2 separate regions of the Ovis aries genome follow, and region 1 is linked to region 2. The links are chromatin contacts, called in public Hi-C maps. All regions are on one chromosome and are shown on one strand. Each heading gives the region's core, a stretch centred on a gene start, on an enhancer-like site or on the middle of the called end of the contact. The rest is flanking DNA. Distances are from core to core; before and after follow the strand shown.

The links. A called contact is a pair of places that touch in the nucleus more often than the background predicts.
Region 1: a Hi-C map of liver shows a contact between it and region 2, with 2.2 times the contacts expected there. The contact joins the promoter of AAGAB here to the promoter of SMAD3 in region 2. A contact is called at or near these places in 2 of 16 Hi-C or Micro-C datasets (liver and tail adipose tissue).

The regions. Positions count from the first base shown.
Region 1 is chr7:14,072,451-14,075,150 of ARS-UI_Ramb_v3.0, forward strand. It overlaps AAGAB (alpha and gamma adaptin binding protein), which reads right to left and starts at 1,354. Exons shown (of 10, transcript XR_009601420.1): 1 at 1,278-1,354.
Region 2 is chr7:13,866,613-13,869,312 of ARS-UI_Ramb_v3.0, forward strand. SMAD3 (SMAD family member 3) reads left to right here and starts at 1,370. Exons shown (of 9, transcript XM_060418884.1): 1 at 1,370-2,122. The coding sequence starts at 1,917.

The DNA of each region.
Region 1 (2,700 bases), core at 104-2,603, 210 kb after region 2:
TGCCTTATTCTGTCATTTGACCAGTACAAGGAAAAGTTACTTTTATATAATGCTTTATAGTTTACCAAATGCTTTCAAAATGTCACACCATCTATCCTTCAAAGAATCCCGCGAGGTAGATTCATATGCCCCATTTCAGGGCTTCCCAAGTGGCGCTAGTGGTAAAGAACCTGTCTGCCAAAGCAGGAGACGTAAGAGACGCGGGTTCGATCCTTGGGTCGGGAAGATCCCCTGGATCTTTGCAACCCACTTCAGTATTCTTGTCTGGAGAATCCCACGGAAAGAAGAGCCTGGCGAGCTACAGTCCATGAGGTCGCAAAGAGTCGGACACGACTGAAGCGACTTAGCACGCCCCACTTTCAGAATCAGGAAACCGAGGGCTAGAGAGAGAATGTGCTTTATTAACAGTATTTACCATTTACCGACTGATCACTCAAAGTGTTAAGCACAACAGTCATGTGAAAATTATCACCACTTTACAGATCAGAAAACTGAAGAGCACAGTTTACAGCTGAGAGTCATCGTTCTGACTCGAAGCCACAATTTGAAACAGAGGAGTCTTGAGTTATAATCAACTTTGCGGAGTCTCAGTGGAAGGGTCGAGCCCCAAACCCAAAACCCTATGCTCTCTCTACTCCACTGGTCCCCCCTCCTCGCCTACGATTCTTTGAAGAGTGACTTAGGTTGACAACCACTATGAGGGTCTAGAGGGAAAAATACTAGGCCCAATAATAACCAAAAACTAATGCTGGCGGAGGGCCTCGTCTCAGGAGAAAGGCAAGGCAGTGAATAACTCAGAGTGGAGGGGGCAAGTTTAATAAGTCTTAACATATACACACGCGGCAGGGGGTGCAGAGGAACCACACTCTCTACCTCAAGAGCAGGGATGACAGCATAAATCACGAATCCTGCACCTGACGCTCGCGTTCATAGGTTCAATTCCCAGAGAGCCTTTTCTGCTCACCTCAACGGCTCCCCGCCGACAACCCCTGGGTTGAGGTCCTACTTAACAGAAAACACTGGAACAAACCCCATGGTGGGCCAGGTAGAGACAGAGAAGCAACGAGTATTGTAGCTAACAGTGGACACCTGGGGCACTAGGCACCATGACCACATCCGAGGGGCACCCGAGGGGCCTCGGGCCACCACCGAGGGGAGGAAGAGTCCAGGGCTCGCGGCGAGGACCGAGGCCCCGAGAGAGGCTGCGGTGCTGGGACTGCCCCCTGCCGAGGCTCGTACTGGGGCCTGGAGGTCGGCCCAGGAGCCTCGCTACTCACGTTGCACTAGCCGGTCTGCGGAGAAGGTGGAGGAGCAGCTGGTAACGAGCGCGCAGGGGACGCCTGCAGCCATCACTGCGCCCAAGAACCGGTTCCTTCCCGGAGCCACTTCCGCCTTGGGCGATACCACGGCCGCCGGCGCGCGGGGGAGACGCGCAAGAAAGGCGCGTCTCAGAAGGCACTGCCGGCCCTGCCTCCTCCTTTGCCCCCTCTTCCGCTCCCGGCGTGGACCAGGCTGGGCTTCGCGTGGCGTTGCCATGGGGACGAGCTCCCTCTGCGGCAAGTTCCCGAGTCTGGAGACCTTGCCTTCCTGGGGAGGGATTCTCGCCGGGCCGTAGGCATGGCTCAGGAGAAGGAAAACCAAGACCCCGTCGGATCTATCTTAATCCAGGTGGGAAATGGGCCTCTCCTAACCCTGTCCAGCTAGAACCCTTCGAGCGAGCGAGGCCCAGCAGAGCCTACCCACTTACGCTTACCCACTTAAAGCGCCGCTTCTCAGATTGCCTCCAACACCACGGTTTAAAGAACTCTCAAGTGTGCCAACCTAGACCTCTCTGGCCAGCCTCACACACCTCTTGAGCCTGACGATGGAGGTTGCGCGGTCGAAGCGCGACCAATCCGCCTCTGGTAAAACTCCAGGACGATACACCCCTCTGGGACCTTTACTTTGGAAAAATCCATGTTCCACTGAGGCACCATTTTTGAATGTTATATTCTGAAAAGTTTGATCCTATGATGTAAGGAAGTGGAGGAGATACAAATCAGACACGTATCTGGGCGGAAGTTGAAAGAGATGAACTGCTTTCGATCTCCTGCATTGCAGGCGGATTCTTTACCAGCTGAGCTACAAGGGAAGACTTGCTTTTCTTAAGTACCCCAATTTTTTTCACTCTAAAAGTCCCTTGCATATAATGGTGTTCTGGGGATGTAATGCACACCATGGTGATTACAGTTAATAATTCTGTATATTTGAAAGCGGCTGAGTAAATCTTACAAGTTCTCATCACAAGAAAAAAGTTGTATTATAACTATATGTGGTGATGGATGTTAACTAGCCTTACTGTGGCAATCATTTAGCAATATGTACAAATATTGACTGATGTTGTCTACGTGAAGCTAATATAATGTTTATGTCAATTATATCGCAATTAAAAAATAATAAAAATTCCTTACTTGGGAACAAGATAAAAGCTTGCTAATCAAGTTAAACTTTGTGGAATGTGGAAAGGTGACAAAAAGCACAGGAAAGTAACTTTCTCTAATCTGAGGGGGGAACATCATGAAAGTTTTGATTTCTCAGTACAACTCAGTTTGTGACCGTTACACTCAGATTTTTCCAGAATGTTGAAAGCACTACTTTCGCCCTGCCCTACATTTATTTGTGATGGTTCTGAAACATTTTTGACATATCATCAACTTTAAC
Region 2 (2,700 bases), core at 120-2,619:
TTTAAGGTCCAAGCAGGCAGAGAATTAGAAGGAGGGGAGCCCTGGGCTCAGCCCCAGCAGCTGACAGACCTGCCAGAGCTCATTTTCTCCTTCCAGGCAGGGACCCCTGCAGCTTCTGGGCTGACATTGTGGATTAGGCCACACCTCACAGGGCTCTGTAACTCCCCACCCGCTAGAGGGTTTGCGGATCACTTCTTTCTCACCAAGGGAGTTTCCTGCTGTTAAAAACAAACAAAGGCTAAGAGGTCTGGTAGGGGAGGGGCTGCAGGAGAAAGGCCCTGGGGGCCTGGGGTAACTCCTGACAGCCACCGAGTGAGGGGTCTGTGGGTAGACGCCCCTGAATTGTGTTCATGGAGAGAAAAGCCCCAGAGCGCCCCCAATATCCTGGTGTTCCTCTGCTTCCCACCGAAGCTAATTTGGAATATATAAGGTCCCCGAAGACTGCCCTTTTGCTCCACTTGTTGCGAGTTCACAGCTTTGAAAACAAAACTCTCTCCTATTTTACTGGGTGTTGAATTTCGGATACTTTGTTTCCCATAGGATTCCAGCACCCTGTAATGAAACTTTTCCTCTACAGATAAGTTCTAAGGCTCCCCCATTCATTTCTTCCTGAGCTTAACGAATGCCTCTGAGGCCCATTTTCTGCGGGGCACTTGATTCCCAAAGGTCCAAGGGACCCCTGACTCCAGCTATTATCCAGGGAGTCACTGGGGTCCCCAAATCGGCACCTCTGAGAGCCTCTCCCTAATCCGGCCCTGGGGCTCTAAACTGGAACGGTCTCTCTGGTGCGAGAATAAAAACAGCCCCCCGAGTCCCCGGCGCCGCCACGGCCCCTGACCGGGATCGGCGCACCAGCGTCCTGGTGCGCGCCCCGACTTCCTGGGCCTCAGCCTTCCGCGCGTCCTCCCTCGAACCGGGGTCCTCCCAGGAGCGCACCGCCTGCCTGTGGCCAGCCCGCTCTCGTTCGTTCGTGCGGGTCTAACCCTCGGGCCCGCCACTCCAGCTGGGTTTCCTGAGTGTGGGTTCCGAGAGCGGACGCCACGACCCGAGCCCGGCCCTCCCGCCAGGGGCCCTTCTCGCCGCTCCTTTCCCACGACTTCCTCCCGGCGTCCGCTGGACTTCAGGTCGGGGCCGCGCGGGGTCCTGCGCGCTCCAGCCCTGGCGGCCGCTGTCCCAGGTCGCCCACGTGGGCGTGCTCCGCGCCGGGCGGGGGAAAGGCCAGGAGCCCTCCCGGAGGCTGGGGGTTGGGGGGGGGGCGAGCAAGGCGCCCGCAGGAGGAGGCGGCGGGGCGCGGGGGAGGAGGCGGGGAGCCCCAGCGGCAAGGGGGCGGTGACAGCGCTTGGAAAGGAGGCTGCACGCGGATTTGCATGAAACACAGACTGGGAGCGGGCGGGAGCAAGAGCGCGGCGCACGCCCCGGGCCGGCCCAGCTAGCGAGCGAGCCGGGAAGGAGGAGGGCAGCGGGGAGGCGAGGCTGCCGAGGCGGAGGGATCTGCGCATCAAAGCGAGCGAGGCGAGCAAAGTTTGGCTGGGGGTTGGACTTTCCTTCCTGGAGGCGGCACCCAAACAGCCACCCCGTGCGGAAACCCAAACTTTCTTCTGCCACTCCGGTCCCCGCGGCCGCCGCCTCCGCCCCGCGTCCCAGGCCTTCCCGATCTCGCTTCGCTACTGCCTGCCCGCCGCCCCGCCGTCCTTCTCCCCGCCGTGGGAGACGCCCGGGGCGCAGGGCCGCGCGCCGAGCCCCGCCGGCTGCAGCGCCGCGGCCGGGCCTGGAGAACCAGCAAGTTCGCCGAGAGTTGAAGCGAAGTTTGGGCGGCCGCAGCCGGCCCGGGCTGAGCTCCCCGCTGCGCCCCCGGCGTCCCGCCGCGCCTAGCCCCGCCGGGGGCGCTCCTCGCAGCTCGCGCGCCCTCCTCAACCATGTCGTCCATCCTGCCTTTCACGCCCCCGATCGTGAAGCGCTTGCTGGGCTGGAAAAAGGGCGAGCAGAACGGGCAGGAGGAGAAGTGGTGCGAGAAGGCAGTCAAGAGTTTGGTCAAGAAGCTCAAGAAGACGGGGCAGCTGGACGAGCTGGAGAAAGCCATCACCACGCAGAACGTCAACACCAAGTGCATCACCATCCCCAGGTGGGGGCTGGAGGGACCTCGGGGCGCGCCCGCCCGGCCCCATAGCGTGGCGGGGCCGGCCTGGTGGGACTGGAGCGGGAGGGATTGTGTGTGTGTGTATACGAGGGGTGGGAACGCAGGCAGGAAGCGGGCGAAGGGGGACCCCAAACAAAACCTTTTCTGGAATTGCAAAGATTCAGAGCCCGGGAGTTCCACGCGGCACTCGCTCCCCTAGACCCCGCATTGGCATTTCACCTCCGGGAAAGGGGGTGCTGCAGGATGCCCCCCCCCCCACACACACACCTCGGGGAGCTGCGGGATAGAACTTGAGGCCCGCTTTGTTCGGCTCCGCGGGCCCGAGCCCCTCCTCCGCCGCCGCCTCCCGCCCCCGCGGCCCGCGCTCGTGGAGGTGGTGGTGTCTCTCCCTTTCTTTTCTTCATTCCTGTCCCCCCACTTCTTTCCTTCTCGACAGGAATGCAGTCCGTACAGCTGGGGCTGTGGGTGAGGAGCGGGAGCCTCGTGATTGACAGATTCCTTCTTCGTTCTCTCTTTGCCTTCGGGATTAGCATTTTTATCGAGTATTTTTAGATTCGGTTGTG